Regions from separate parts of the Anser cygnoides genome. Here region 1 is linked to region 2. The links are chromatin contacts, called in public Hi-C maps. All regions are on one chromosome and are shown on one strand. The core of a region is the stretch at or near the end of the contact, and the rest is flanking DNA. Distances in the headings are between cores, read along the strand shown.

Region 1 (7,350 bases), core at 3,055-5,554, 290 kb before region 2:
TTTTGGGGAGGATGCTCCCGTCCTTCTGCTGCCCCTTGGCTGCCTTGGGGCCATGCCCAGGCTGCACAGGGGGTGCCCGGCAACATCAATACCAGCCCCCCCGGGGACGTCAGCATCAATGCCCCAGCCCGCTCCTCCTTCCCAGCTCCATCATGCAAAGCAAACTTGGGACCAGAGCTGCTGCAAGGGCTTGCAAGCCCGGGGAATAGGTTGGAAACCAGGAGATACATGGTAATCGTGATTTGTTTTCTGATTTCAGTTGGGGCAGGCAGCAGTTGGCAGTGAAAGGGGGTCAGCGCAAGGAAGGGGCTTAGGTAACGTTCTCCACTGCCTTCCCTCCGCTGCTGCAGAGCCAGAGGCATCAGGTTCATTCACCAATGCGACAGGAACCTTGCTTGAGATGTTTTGATTCGTATTGAACACGCTCTATACCAAGACACCTCCTCCTCCTCCACCAGATTGCAATTTGATATTTTCAAGGATGAAGCAGGGGAGGTTGGCCAGCTGAAACCCCACCACCCCTGCCACCCGTACAGCTGCTGGGGACGGGGCAGCTCAGGCTCTTGCAAGACCCTCCTGAGAAGCCAGCGAAGGAGAGCAGGGGAGGCTCGCCTGCTGCTCGAAAGCTCCTCTCCCACCTCAGCACTAGGCTGTGGCTGCCTTTATCACATTACCCTGATGGCACTCCAGCTCCGGGAGGCAGGAAGCAACCTGCGGGGAATCTGGCCGGAGTGGTTTCCTCACCTGCCTGCAGCTGAGTGCTGAGATTTTGGGCACTGAGGTGCTGGGCACTGACGGATTCAGTTTTGAGACACTGATTAATACTACTAATTCTTTTGTTTTTTTTTTTTTCAGGGAATCCTTTCACGAGTTAGCGCATGAAAGGTCATGAAAAGGAAACAACTAGACTGAATGAAAACATCGCCCATTGTCAGTAGATTTCCTTTCTGCTTTGCTGCAAGGATGTAATCTGCTGACTTGAAGGATGTGTGTGGGTGCGTGGGCGGGGGGTGCTGGGCCAACTGCTGTGGGCCAGGGTAGGAGGGAGGGTGTATGCCTACAGGGCTAGGAAACAGGCTGGGAAACCAGGAGGTATGTGCTCATGTTGGGTTTCATGTGCGTATTTCGGTCAGGAAGGATGTGTAGTTGTGTGCAGTGCGGGTGGTGCTGGTCCAGTATGATACCCGTGTGCTGCTCCAGCATGGAGGACGAGGCCAGAAGGTAAGGGAGCCTGCCCTTGCTGGCTCACCCATCTGGCACAGCCCACGGGCGCGCTGTGGTTGGTGACGTCCTGATGGCATTGAGGACAGCGGCCCCCACGCTGGGGACAAGGCTGACCCTTCCGGAAAGCTTGGTTTTGGTGTGCAGCTGATAGGGAGCCACGGGAAAGGGCCGGCCCTGGGGTGCTGCAGCCACCCACGGAGCCCCGCTGGCATCCGAAGTGGTGGGCGCTGAGAAGTTGGGTGCTGAGGTGTTGGGTGCTGAGGACTTGGGGTTCCGAGTAGTGGGTTTATGTGGCAAGGTTTTGGTAGCAGGGGGCCATAGGGGTGGCTTCTGTGAGAAGGATCTAGAAGCTGCCCCATGTTAGGTAAGGGCCCCGCTGCTGACCGGAGCCGAGCCAATAAGCGATGTTGTTTTGCGCCTCTGTGAGAGCATATTTAAGACAGGGGGAAAAAAATAAAAAATCTGCACCTCACAGCAGCTGGGAGAGTGAGAGGAGTGAGGAACAGCCCTGCAGGCGCCAAGGTCAGTGATGGAGGAGGGGGAGAGGTGCTCCAGGCGCCAGAGCAGAAGTCCCCTGCGGCCTGTGGTGAGGCCCATGGTGAAGCAGGCTGTCCCCCTGCAGCTCATGGAGTACCACGGTGGAGCAGGGTTCCGCGCTGCAGCCCGTGAAGGAGACCACGGTGGAGCAGGTGGACCTGCACCGACGGGGGCTGCGGCCTGTGGAAGACCCCTGCTGGAGCAGATTCTGGGCCGGAGCTGTAGCCCGTGGAGAGGAGACCACACAGGAGCAGGGGGTCTGGGGGGAGCTGCTGCCCGTGGGGGACCCGTGCTGGAGCAGTTTGCAGTGTGCAGTGCGGGTGGCAACTGCCTCGGCCAGCCCGCGGCCCCTTTTCCTAACTCTCGCCTTCCTTTGAAGCAGATCCTTGGACCAAATGCTGCGCATGGATAGGAGTGGAAGGAGCGTGCAGGAGTGAATTTTTCACTTGCAGCAGCCGGCAGTCACTGTAAGCGTGCGTCCCCCACTGCCCACTGACCCAGTTGCTGTCCCCACTGTCCGTCGGGCTGCGGGCGCAGCGCCCTGGCTGCTGGCACCAGGGACCTTGTCCCCACTGGCATTAGGGTGCTCTGAGGCAGACAGCACTCAGTGAAGGGACTGCTCGGGCATGCACGGAGGGCACTTGTCCCATGGCCAGGTGTGCCCTGGGTGCTGCCAGGGGAATAAACGCCTCGATGGCTGTGTCACAGCCTCATCCTGTCCCTGTTAAGGGGATGGACCCCTGCCTGCCTCCTCCACCGAGCTCGGCTGCAGGGAAGTAACAGAGACACACAGGGCAAAGCTCTGCTGAGCACAGGAGGGTTTATTTGGCTCGTGGTGCGGGGTCGCTGGGAGGCGCTGGGAGGGAGCCGGTGGGCAGCAGGACAACGGAGAGCCCCAGGACCGCGGGGCGCAGGCGGCTGGGTCCCAGTCACTTGACACGAGTGAAGACGGAGGTGCCAACCCTGCGGAGAAGCGGTGTCAGTGGGGTGGGAGTGGGCGCTGCCGGGTGGCAGCGAGGGCTGGGCTCACCTGGTGGCCTTCCAGACGTCCCTGCGGGAGGGGACCCCTTCCCGCAGGAGCCAGGCGGTCTCCAGCGTCTCCTTCCCGCGGCGGTCCACAAAGCACTGGCCCACAAAGACGGTGGTGGAGTCTGCGTTGGGTGAAACGGGGGGCGGAGGGGGGCTCAGCGCTGGTGGCTCCGAGCGGGGCAGCCTGGGCCACCTCCCTCCGACAGACAGACGCCCCTGCGAGATGTCCTGGGCAGACAGACGGACCTCCCTGCCATGCGCCCAGGGTGCAAGTCTTCCCCATCACCCGGACAGATAGACGGGCACCAGCCCTGCCCTTTCCTATGGACAGACAGACACCCCTTATCCCTCCCCTGGGCAGACAGATGGACACCACTACTGCGGCTCCCAGACAGACGGACACCCCTGCCCTTTCCCACAGACAAACAGACGAACACCCTGGCCACCTTCCCCTTTGCCAGGGCAGACAGACAGTCCTATGAAAACCCCCCAACAGACAGACAGACAGACGGGCAACAGCGCTCGCTGGCTGCCCCGGGACTGTGAGAAACAAAGTTGTGTTTTTGCAGTAGAGAGCTAATTTTCTGTATTCCGAGATAATTGTGTAGTCATAACAAAGAGAAATGCTAAGTAGATAAGTGGACAGTAGAAGGCCTCACTGTTCCAAAATAAGGTGGAAGCTTGAGAAAAACAGGATGAGCAGTGTGAGAACAGTAAAACAAAGATCACACGTTCTCAATACATAAGAAAGGGGAAAATAAAGGGTTGAAAAAAAGAGAAATCGTACATATATGGTATAGAAGAGTGTTGAGTAGCTTGTGAGCCTGTAGTACTCAGGCATGAGGAAACAGGGGAGGTGATCAGGTGTTGGGTAATAGGGAATAAAAGGTTATGATTTGTTTACAAAAATGCACTCCTAATTGGCAGGACGCCCGCCATTGCAATCATGAATAAAATAGCCTCACAGAAGATCCTGTCTGAAGAAAATTATTTGAGATTTTTCTCACAGGACCATGCCAGCGCTGCCATACCTGCAAACTGCCACTGCACGGTGAAGCCGAAGGTGGGCTGCTGCCCCTTGGTGCCGGGGGGCTGCAGGACTCCTTGCAGAGGGGACACCAGGATCTGCTTGTCGGTGGCTGCCACCGCGGTGTGGTAGGAGCCGGAGAAGGTCCCGTCCATGTCCAGGGCCAAGAGGGTCATGTTGGAGCCCAGCTCGTTCCTCCAGAGGCCCTGCAGGTCGCACTGGGGACCGGGGGACAGCACAGGGCGGTGTGGCACGGCACGGCACGGCACAAGCACGCAACCCCGAAACCACACAACCCCAGAGCCAGATGTGCTTCACCCCCCCATGACGGCACGGCTCAGCACAGCTCAGCACGGCACGGCACGGCCGGGCAGGCCCCCAGCAGCCCTCACCTTCCCAGCGGCAGCGGGGCGGAGGCCGAGCAGGGCCAGGGCGAGCAGGAGGCAGCAGCAGAGGCTCCCCATGGCCGCGCCTGCCGGTGCCGGGCTCTGCCTGCGCAGCTCCGGCCCCGCTCGGCCCCGTTTATAGCGGCGGGGGCTGCGCGGTGCCTCTGGGCCTCCCGCCAAGGGTCACCCGGTGGTGACGGGCCACCGCCTGTGGTGGCACAGGGGACGCCGTGACGTGGGTGCCACTGCTGGTGCCGCCACGCCACGGGGCAGGGGTCACGGGATCCAGTGCACCGTCACCAGCCTGGGACCCCGTGGGGCCACCCTCACGCCCAGGGGTGCAGGAAGGTGAAGATTTGGTGCCAACCCTGCAGGGACGGAGGGGGAAACATAATTGTGGCCCTGCGGGGGGGGGGGGGGGGGGGCACACATGCCTCCGTGTCCCGCTCTGGTGCCAGGGGTGCAGAGCACCGTGCCCAGCGGGTCGCTGCCCAGGCCCCGTGCCCCTGCCCTGCCCCACCTGGTGGCTTTCCAGTCGTTGCTGGTGCCGTCAGTGCGTGACTGCAGGAGCCACATTGTCCCCGGTACCTCAGACCCAGGAGCTGGTGACACGTTGGTCACTGGGCCAGCCCCAGCAGCCTCCCACGCGGCCTGGTGGCATTTCGGTACCTTTTGGTGCATTCTTGTTCACTTCTAGTTCCCATCACCAACCTTCAGGGCAAGACCCCCCCCTCTGCTCCCACCCCAGGCAGCACAAGACAGACAGCTGGACAGTAGTTTATTAAGAACTTAAAATAATCATCCTCTAAAACCTGCTCCCCTGCCCGCCCCGGCTCACGGCACGGTGCCAGACCAGGCCAGGCGCTGTCGGGGCTGGGATTGTCAGCGGCCCCCCAGGGATTGTTCCAGCCGGACCCCCCCCAGCTGCGGGGGTCAGCCCGGGGAGCCGCGCATTACAGCATCCATGTGTCTACGTGCGGGTGGTGCATCCTGCACCCGGCCCCGTACCCTACCAGCCACAGCCTGCAGGAGAGGTCACGCTTGCTCCTGGCCACGAGGGGTGCAGGGGGGGGGTCCTGCAGGCTGCCGGAGCACCGGGGAGGGGACAGCACAGGGCACAGCAGCACCTCCCCATCGGCCGCAGGGGTGATGGGATGCAACGCGTGCCTCCGGCCCCCTCGTGTGCAGAAGGAGGGGCCGGGAGCCCCCCCAAGGGGAGAGGCAGGTAGCTTAGGGGCTGAGGAGGTAGGGAAGGAAAGGGCAAGTTGAGCATCCTTAAAGAGAGGGAGGCACAGGACAAGGTCCCTGCCTTCCAGCCGAGGCCACCGGGCCCGGGCTATCCCCAATGCTTTGCTCGGTGCCACCAGGCACAGGGCTGGAGGAGGCCGGGGGGGCACAGGGTGCCCGGCCAACGCGGCTCTCCAGGGCCAGCTGCATGCTCCAGATGCTGAGGGGCCGCATGTAAGCCAGCGAGCGGTAGACTTTCTTCTCACAGTAGGCTTCGGGGGTCTGGAAGGCCATGCCCAGCTGCTCCCACACCGTGCGGTAGCAGCCCTCGGCTGTGTGAAAGCCCTCCTGCACCATCCCCTGGGGGAAGAGGAAACCATCAGCATCTGCACCGCCTGGAGAGGACCCCAGCCACCTCCACCCGCGGCACCTCCCCTCACCTCCTGGATCATGGTGGCGGCCAAGGCGTAGACGACGCCGATCCACACCTCGCTGGACTGCACGCTGGAGGTGTCGGGCACGCCGTCGGGCCTCATGCCGTTCACCGCCCCCATGGTGCCGCCGGCGAAGCCCATGACGTTCTTCTCAAAGATGGTCTGCAGGGCGCTGATAACGTGGCTCTTGGGGAAGACCTGCATGGAGAGAGAGGCTTGGTGGCCAGGGAGCAGCTTCTCCGTAAGAAACGGGATGGAGAACGCCAGCAAAAAGCCTTTTGCTTCCCCTGAGAAAAGCAGCTGCTCAGGGGAGATGCAGAACTTCGTGCCTGCTTCCTGGTGGAGGCAGGGGACACCTCCAGCATGCATGGTCCACAAACCCCCAAAGCCACCGGCCAAAGCTGGTGACAGGCTGGCCACACTCGGACTTGCCCTGTTTGAATTCCCAGTTACGGACATGGAAATTTATATTCAGCTCAGTGGAAGAAGAGAAATCAGGGCTCGCTTTTCACTGATTTCAAGAGGACTTCAATCCCTTCAGCTGCGCTATCAGGCAGCGATGCAGGACCACGGCCCCAGCCAAAGGTTGAGACGAGCTGGGACAGCATGGTGCTGAGGTTGGACCGCGGCACGTCCCGTGGCTCGCTGGGTCTGGCACGAGAGGCTTGAAACTTTTACCCCTAGTAAAAGTTAAAGGCCTGTGAAAGGTCAGCGGCTCTCGCTAAACAAACAGCCGCTTCTGCAGAACAGGGGAGGAAGTGCAGAACCTGCCCCGCACCCCCACCTGATGGGGGGAAAAACAAGTTATTCAACAAACTGCAGCCAAAAGCTCACGACAGGTCGGAGAGCTGAGTAAGCTCTTGCAAAACCAAACCAAAAGAGAATAACCCGAGCATGAAGAGGCCAGCTGCCCAAACAGCAGAGACAGTTGCATGAGGACAAAGAGCCCCTGCACGCAGCTGAAAGTAAATAATGCTTTTCCACGGTTTGCTGGGGATGAAAACCAAAGAGCGTTGGCACAGGGGTGGTCACTGCCCCGGAGCAGGCCAACGCGGTGGCTTCTGTGGACTCATCCAGGGAAAGGCAGCGGGTCCCTTTTGTCTATGCTAAAGCCAAGCACCCGATACAGTCATGTTTCTGGCGTGGCTCTGGATCTGAAGATAAGCACAAGCATTGTTCGGGAAGCCTCTTCTCCTGCGGGATGGTTTGGGGCAGAGTTTCTTCAGGGCTGAGGTCACCAATTTTTCTTACTTTGCATTCCATTACTGACCTGTACACACAGCAGGAACGCGTTACAAGCAGGAGTGCTGCCAGCAGGGCAAGGGATCAAAACACGTGCAAAAAAACAAAACAAAACAAAAAAAAAACAAAAAACAAAAAACAAAAAAAAAAAAAAAACAAACAAAAAACTGGATGACCGTAGTAAACAGAAGTTCACCAGTGCAGCCTTCAGCAAGCTCAAAGCTCACCAGACAGCAGAGAACGA
Region 2 (6,779 bases), core at 4,220-6,719:
AACTCTACAGCAATTTACAAAACCCTGGATGGGGACAACACAGCAAAACAATTCAGGGACTGGGTGCACACCCATGGGTGCTGGGGTACAGCTCTTGCTTAAGGTTAATTGTGTCCATTGCTCCTGTTGGGGTGTGATGCAGCATCACAGAAGACCGTTATTTTAAAGGGGATATATGGAAAAGGAGGTATTTAAGAGAGGTATTTATTATTAAGAGAGGCAGGTATTTAAATTAACCCCCTTATTGCCAGGGTTATGATTTTTCACACCATGTTTTTTTTTCACATGCTGCTCACAGAATAAAACTAGTTGTGGACCCCATAAGAAGAGGGGCATTTGCTGCTTCTGATAGTGATCAAGGCTGTACCAGTATGTCTCCAGAAGGCAAACAATGTGAGCCTGAAGCTAGGAATGTGCTAATGAAGGCATACAGCAGAAAACTTAATCAAAGACTCGGAGAGACGAAAGGGAATTAAGTAAGGTATCAGCAGTACGGTGCAGAAATGAATGTCTAGTCAGGGGAAATAAAAGGAGTTTTCTTAACACAGAAATAAACAGCAACAACAAAAAACAAGCCCAAAACAAAACAAAACAACAAAAATAACAACAACAAAAAACAAGAACAGAAAAAAACACAGTCCTCTGGCTTGGTGTGACACAGAAAGAAAAGCTCAGCCTTTGCTCTGTGCCTCCTCTCCCCAGGGAGGGGGATAATCTTCGGATTACCCTGACAGGACATCCCAACTTAAAATAATAGGGGTGGAAGCTGTGTTTAGGTCAGTGCAGCTGATGAGAAGCAGTACTCCTATGCACAATCTTCAGGGTGTGTTTTGTTATTTTAGCCTCTTTTTGTGCCATGCTCCAACATTTCCAATTCAGGTTTTTTTTTGTTTTGTTTTTTAACTTCCTCACAACCTTGACTTCTGGCAAGCGACAAAGCACTCCTCATCCATGCGGGACGTGGCAGATCCCAAGAGCTGAGCACTGCGGTGCCCTGCCCATCGCCCAGCTCCGGATAAGGGTACTGGTACCCTCAGCATACTGCTTAGGCTGGTTCGACATCTGCTATTGCAAGGCTTGTGTGAAGAAGCATCTTCTAAGGACTGGTAATATCTGGACACATTCCCTGGCATGAAGCAAAGTGCTAGAAAACACATGTAATCCCTAAAGACCTTTGTAACAATGGTGTAATCAGAACAGAATTAATGCCCTGTGTGGGTAAGCGCGGGTTGTAATTTCTCTTAGAAATATCAAGATTGGATTAGCTTTGGGGGAGAGAGTGGTACAGAGATGCAAATAGCTCAGACAAAGGTCTGAGTGTTTCTTTGGATGTCATCTGCTGATCAGGGAGTGTCTGCCCAGAAAGGCACTGACATTAATTTTCTCCTACAGTCAGTCTGCTATTTTGGCCATGGGAGGAAATGTAGCATAAAACACAAAGAGGCCAGACAAAAGCAGTTTCCCAAACAAATTTTTGGATCATATCTGGGAAAAGAGTTACACTACTCCAGGAAAAAAAAAGGAACTCTGTAAAGCAAAAAAAAAAAAAAAAAAAGCAGCACATATTAGCCTGCCCAGCCCTCTTGTAGCACAGCTTTACAGCTAGGGCTAACCAGAAAGGTTCCAGAGAATGACGATCTCTGGCAAACAGACAGAGTCAGAAGTAGTGTCTGGCCGCCAGCTGTACCTGGGAAACCTCTCTGTTATGTGGCAAAGTAGTGGGTAGGTTGTCTATATGTTGAGACTGCCAAAAATGTGTGTGATGTGAGGCAACCATGCCAGGGAGGCATGAAATTTAAATACACCGAGGTGTATATTGCTTCATTAATCAACATCTGGAATGGCACTCTAGCGTTGATCCCAATTATATATTAAATATTATTTCAAAAGTTTTATAAGTCTGAAATATTTACTCAATGCATCTGTTGCTCAGAACAGCTCCACAACAGACCCCAGTGTTCAAAGGCTGGAAAGCAGGCACACAAGAAAGATATTCTGCGTTGGATCTATGTGGTGTCTACTGACCCCTTTATAGTTGTGGTTGCTGCTGCTGCATTTCAAAATCCACAGGCTGCCTCCAGCATTTACCATTCATTAGTGGTGGAAAGATTTGAATGAGCAGTTTCTTGGAGGCTGGCTTCAGTCTGCAGCTCATCTTATAAGCGTCCTACAACTATGATCAGGTCTGTCCATTTTTGGTACATGTTTCTAGTCTTGTTTGTTACTGAAACAAGAAGGGGCCTCCCTAGAGCCTCTTACAAGCATCCGAAGGAAAAATACAAATACAAATACAAATACAAATACAAATACAAATACAAATACAAATACAAATACAAATACAAATACAAATACAAATACAAATACAAATACAAATACAAATGAAAATAAAATTAAGGAAGGCACTTAGGGAGAGTAGGGTAGAGTAGAGTAGAGTAGAGTAGAGTAGAGTAGAGTAGAGTAGAGTAGAAGAAAAGAGAAGAGAAGAGAAGAGAAGAGAAGAGAAGAGAAGAGAAGAGAAGAGAAGAGAAGAGAAGAGAAGAGAAGAGAAGAGAAGAGAAGAGAACAGAACAGAACAGAACAGAACAGAACAGAACAGAACAGAACAGAACAGAATAGTTCCATTGGAAGGGACCTAAAAAGGCCAAGTCCAACTGCCCAACCACTTCAGGGCTAACCAAAGGGAGCAGTGAAGGCAAGCTAGCAAAAGTAAGAGGATACAACTTAAGACGGTGTTAATCAGGGTAGCCATGGCTTACAGACTTGCAAATAAACATGAATCATCAATTTCTGTTTGGATGACAGCTCCTAGAAGTTACAACTACTCAGGAGGAGATGCACGCCTGTCTGGATGACTTGGTTATGGGAGAGCAGCCTTCAGGAGATGTGGGAAGTAGGAAGCACATCAGCCATCCCACCCCCGTGCGGAGCTGGAGCCTTTGGGAAGAAACACTCAGAGACAGAGAGTGCCTCCACGTCTACAAGGGCACTGCACCACTGACAGAAGGGTCTAGAAGAAAATAGCAGGGAGGGCAATCCTAATCAGGCTACAACACAGCAGTCTGTTGAAACAAACCATAAGTTAAGCAAAATAATTGTTCTCACTCCCCTCATGGCTGTATCCATATCTTTTGTACTGTTATAAAGCCACCAGTACAGATTTAAGATGGAAAAGTAAACTGAATCTTATTTGTCCAAGAAGTGAAATGGCCAGTGGAGAAAGTGTTGGCAACATTCCTTACAACAACAGCAGTATAAATTGCACAAAACAACAACTCTTATCAAAGGGCAGGGAAAAGAAAGTGACGGTCTCGATGTTTAACTAGTGGGTAATCCAGGTGGTCACTGAAACCACAACCTGTAGTAACTACAAGTCCCAGTAAACTCAGGATAATGAACAATGGAGCAGGTAGGAAGCAATGGATGAAAGCATAACGCTGAATTACCTACGGATGGGGGCAGGGCACAGAGGCCCCTGGGTTGTATCAGGGAAAGTGAAAAGGAGCCTTGTTCATCTACAGGCTGCAGTAATTGGCTTTGTCCATAGGGCATGTGCCCGGTCTTGACCTTGGATTCACTGTTGTGTTTCCCAGCCTTGGTGGAAGACTCTCACACTGCTGTTCTCCATACAAGGAAAAGCAAAGACCGTGATCTCCTTGCATTTCCTCCTAACAATGGTCCTGCTTGGGATACAGCTTTGGAAGCACTGGCAAACTACACAATTCAACTTTTGAGATGGAAAAATCATTTTCATATCTAAAAATATCACCATCATATCACCCTACACACATAGAATAATCTAGTCCTGCTCCTCCTGGAGCCAACGCTGAGCACATGCAAACATTAAGGGGTCCTAGGCTGGACCCACAAGTGTAAAGGATCAGACAGATCTCCAGATTAAGCACTGTTACACCAAGTGCATGGCAAGTGTGCCTCCAACAAGCACACAGCAGTCTCTCCAATGCAGTGATGGACCTTCCAATGATGCTGGAAGCAGATTTCCAGCCTGACTTGAAGTGAGTTACTCTCCCAGCAAAAATGCTCTACTTTGATATCAGCAAATTAGCGTGCTCCTTTCCTTTCAGTAACTTTTTTGCTTAAGCCTGGAATAGTGACTTTCAGTAACGCTAAAACATAGTAGGTTGTGAATATCCTAAGAATTAGAACCAAAGCTAAAGTGCAGCAAGTCACACATTTGACTAAAGAGAGAGCCGCAGAGAGCTTTTATCACTAAGAAAAACAAGGCATTCACTCAAAAGGAAGTAAACAGCTTCTCCTGTAACGTGAACCACAGGATATTTTGCTCTGATGGTTTGCAGCTGAGTAACAAAGATATAAAGAGTGCCTCTATCACTGATAGTATGGCCTTAACCTTTCCTTTTAATACTATTTTTGAAATAAAATATAATTTGCAGAGATATACATAAAGGTTAGTGCAGAAAGTTAATTTTAGCGTATAAAAAGTCCTCTCCCTTGTGAACTCATTTAGCAAATCTCATGCAGGCTTCTGTTGGACTTTTGCTTGTGTCAGGATACCCAAATTGTCATGTGTAGAGTGTCTTACTGCTGGGCTAAAAGTCAAACTAGTATTAAATACGAGGGAAAGGCAGAAGATATCCTATGTCAGATAAGACAGGATTCTGGGGGAGAAGTGGCCATTTTTCTCTGTAGTGCAGAAGAAACTTTGGATGTGTTTCATCTAACCAGTTCTTCACATTCATAGTCTTTGGGTGTCCACCAGTTGGCCTTCTAGGCTTACACCCTCCAGTTTTAAAGTCAGGAGACCATTTATCACTTACTGTACAACAGGCCAGCAAACAACACTCATTAATTGACTCATCTCCCACTCTGAGCTAGAGCACATCTTCTCTGGAGCCAGTTACAATGCAAAACCTCTCCTGATGGAGGTAAGATGTTCCCATTTTTCATGTCTTCGCTGTTAAACTAGAATGCAGTTGCCATCAGCAACGACAACACTGAGAACATTTTAGGTGTAGGCACACAGAGGAGAAGAGGTCTGGATCTCCCTTCAGGGAGGCAGAAGAGGGGCCTAGATCCAAAGCCAGCAAAATGAACATGTGCTTTCCCACCGCCATTGGAAAACTTTTTTAAAGCCTCGCTTCTGTGGTCCAAACTCCCTCTACTTCTGTTTGTCACTCACACAGTAAAGCTGGCACTGCATAAAGAAAACTTAGGCACACGACCTGTTCTTCTCCAGACCCAGCATTTACAGGTGCAGAAAAATCCAGTATGCAAAAGAAGAAAAAAACAAACACACAGCAAAAACGCCTGAAATCCAGACACCTATTCAAGGCTTTACTTCTCTTCCAGAAGAAGAAATTGGCCTACCTGGCTGTTCTCTGTCGTCTTTTCTATCTGAAGCTGTTTGCCAAGACAAGCAGAAGGATTGTTTTCAGCACCACACAAAAAGCTGCGGCTTCTTTTAAAAACCCTAGAGGATTATTCAGCAGAGCATGCCAGGCTTCTCCCCAGCGGAGCTGCGAAGCTCGCTAGGGAGCACCACGCTTTCCAGGATCTGGAGGTAAACCCGCGCAGGGACAGGCTGAATGTGATCCAGGAGCTGCAGGATGTCTCAGTGTGCTTCGTGTACTCAGTAATGGCTGCAAGAGAAAAGGCAAAGTTCCCAAAGCCGTGGGTGGAACATGGCACTGCGTTGCACTGAGTAAATAAAAAGCGATTGATCCTTGGACTTGGGTATGACATCAGGTATTAAAAAAGGTTTATACCATAGGCAGGACTCTATATTTCATCTGAGAGTAATGCGACCTTAAAACCCTGCTTGTGCTCATTGCTGCAGCCAAAGCAGTAGCCAGAGACGCAAACAAGACATTGTGCTCAACTTTGTGCAGCCAGCAGACTTATTTTCTTTTCACAGGTTGAGTATTTCAAACATAAAACATGTTTTTTCTCAAAGACTAGACATTTCACTACCTCCCATACAGACTTACAAAATGTATGCAACTTCAGTGGCATAATCAAGTATTTGAGGGGTTTATAGCCCTGAGTATGACAGGATCCTGATGCAGGCTTCTGGCTGCCATGCTTATGCTAACAAAGCACAGAGGTTCAACTTCTGACACACAATTATTTACTTCAGTGCCCTATTTATTCTTTAAAAAAAAAAAAAAAGCAACAAAAATAATTCTGAAGTAGAGAAGAGACAGAGCTAGTCTAAAAAAATCACTTAAGCACAAATGGGGTAGTATGTAATATGAACACTTAAGATTTAAAAAAAAAAAAATCTAAGTGACATTTATCAAACCATACCAGCATTGCAGATTTTCCTGCAATTTCCTGCAATACAAACCCCCATTGCTAACTCACAAGCTTTGATTTGCTCCTGTGGGCTGTTTTTCCACCTACTTTTAGGGCTGATGACATCTTCTGTCTGAAAAATTCAGAATTAGTGTCAGGTTTAAATACATTAAAAAATACATATATATTTAATGTTGACGTACCTTGCAACATGCTAAATTATTAACATAGAAGGCTTTTTAAAAGGTACTTCACATCTCCTTAACCATCTTGTCTGTTTGGTTGGGATTTTTTTGTATGTGGTTTGTTCCCAGCTAATGAAGAGACTTGTCCGTACCACTACTCTTTGTAGCTTTTTTCAAATTAAATTCTTTGGTTTTCAGTGCAGCAGATAGGATTACAAACATGGCAGTGAAAGCTTACTGCTTTATTTAACGTTCTCCCAGCAGATAATGGGCCGTGGTTATGACTAATAGGTTCATGCAAGCATTGAAAGAAGGAAGGAC

The links. A called contact is a pair of places that touch in the nucleus more often than the background predicts.
Region 1: a Hi-C map of liver shows a contact between it and region 2, with 1.8 times the contacts expected there. The contact joins the promoter of LOC106036308 here to the promoter of LOC106048544 in region 2. A contact is called at or near these places in 2 of 7 Hi-C or Micro-C datasets (both in liver).

The regions. Positions count from the first base shown.
Region 1 is chrZ:64,477,712-64,485,061 of Taihu_goose_T2T_genome, reverse strand. It overlaps LOC106036308 (avidin-like), which reads right to left and starts at 4,304. Exons shown (of 4, transcript XM_066988761.1): 1 at 4,210-4,304; 2 at 3,822-4,035; 3 at 2,792-2,912; 4 at 2,565-2,724. The coding sequence starts at 4,281. The coding sequence ends at 2,691. GBA2 (glucosylceramidase beta 2) reads right to left here. Exons shown (of 17, transcript XM_066988751.1): 16 at 5,871-6,062; 17 at 4,967-5,790. The coding sequence ends at 5,479. LOC106036395 (a long non-coding RNA gene) reads left to right here. Exons shown (of 3, transcript XR_010827909.1): 3 at 856-2,916.
Region 2 is chrZ:64,185,339-64,192,117 of Taihu_goose_T2T_genome, reverse strand. It overlaps LOC106048544 (phospholipid-transporting ATPase ID-like), which reads right to left and starts at 5,469. Exons shown (of 28, transcript XM_066987982.1): 1 at 5,347-5,469.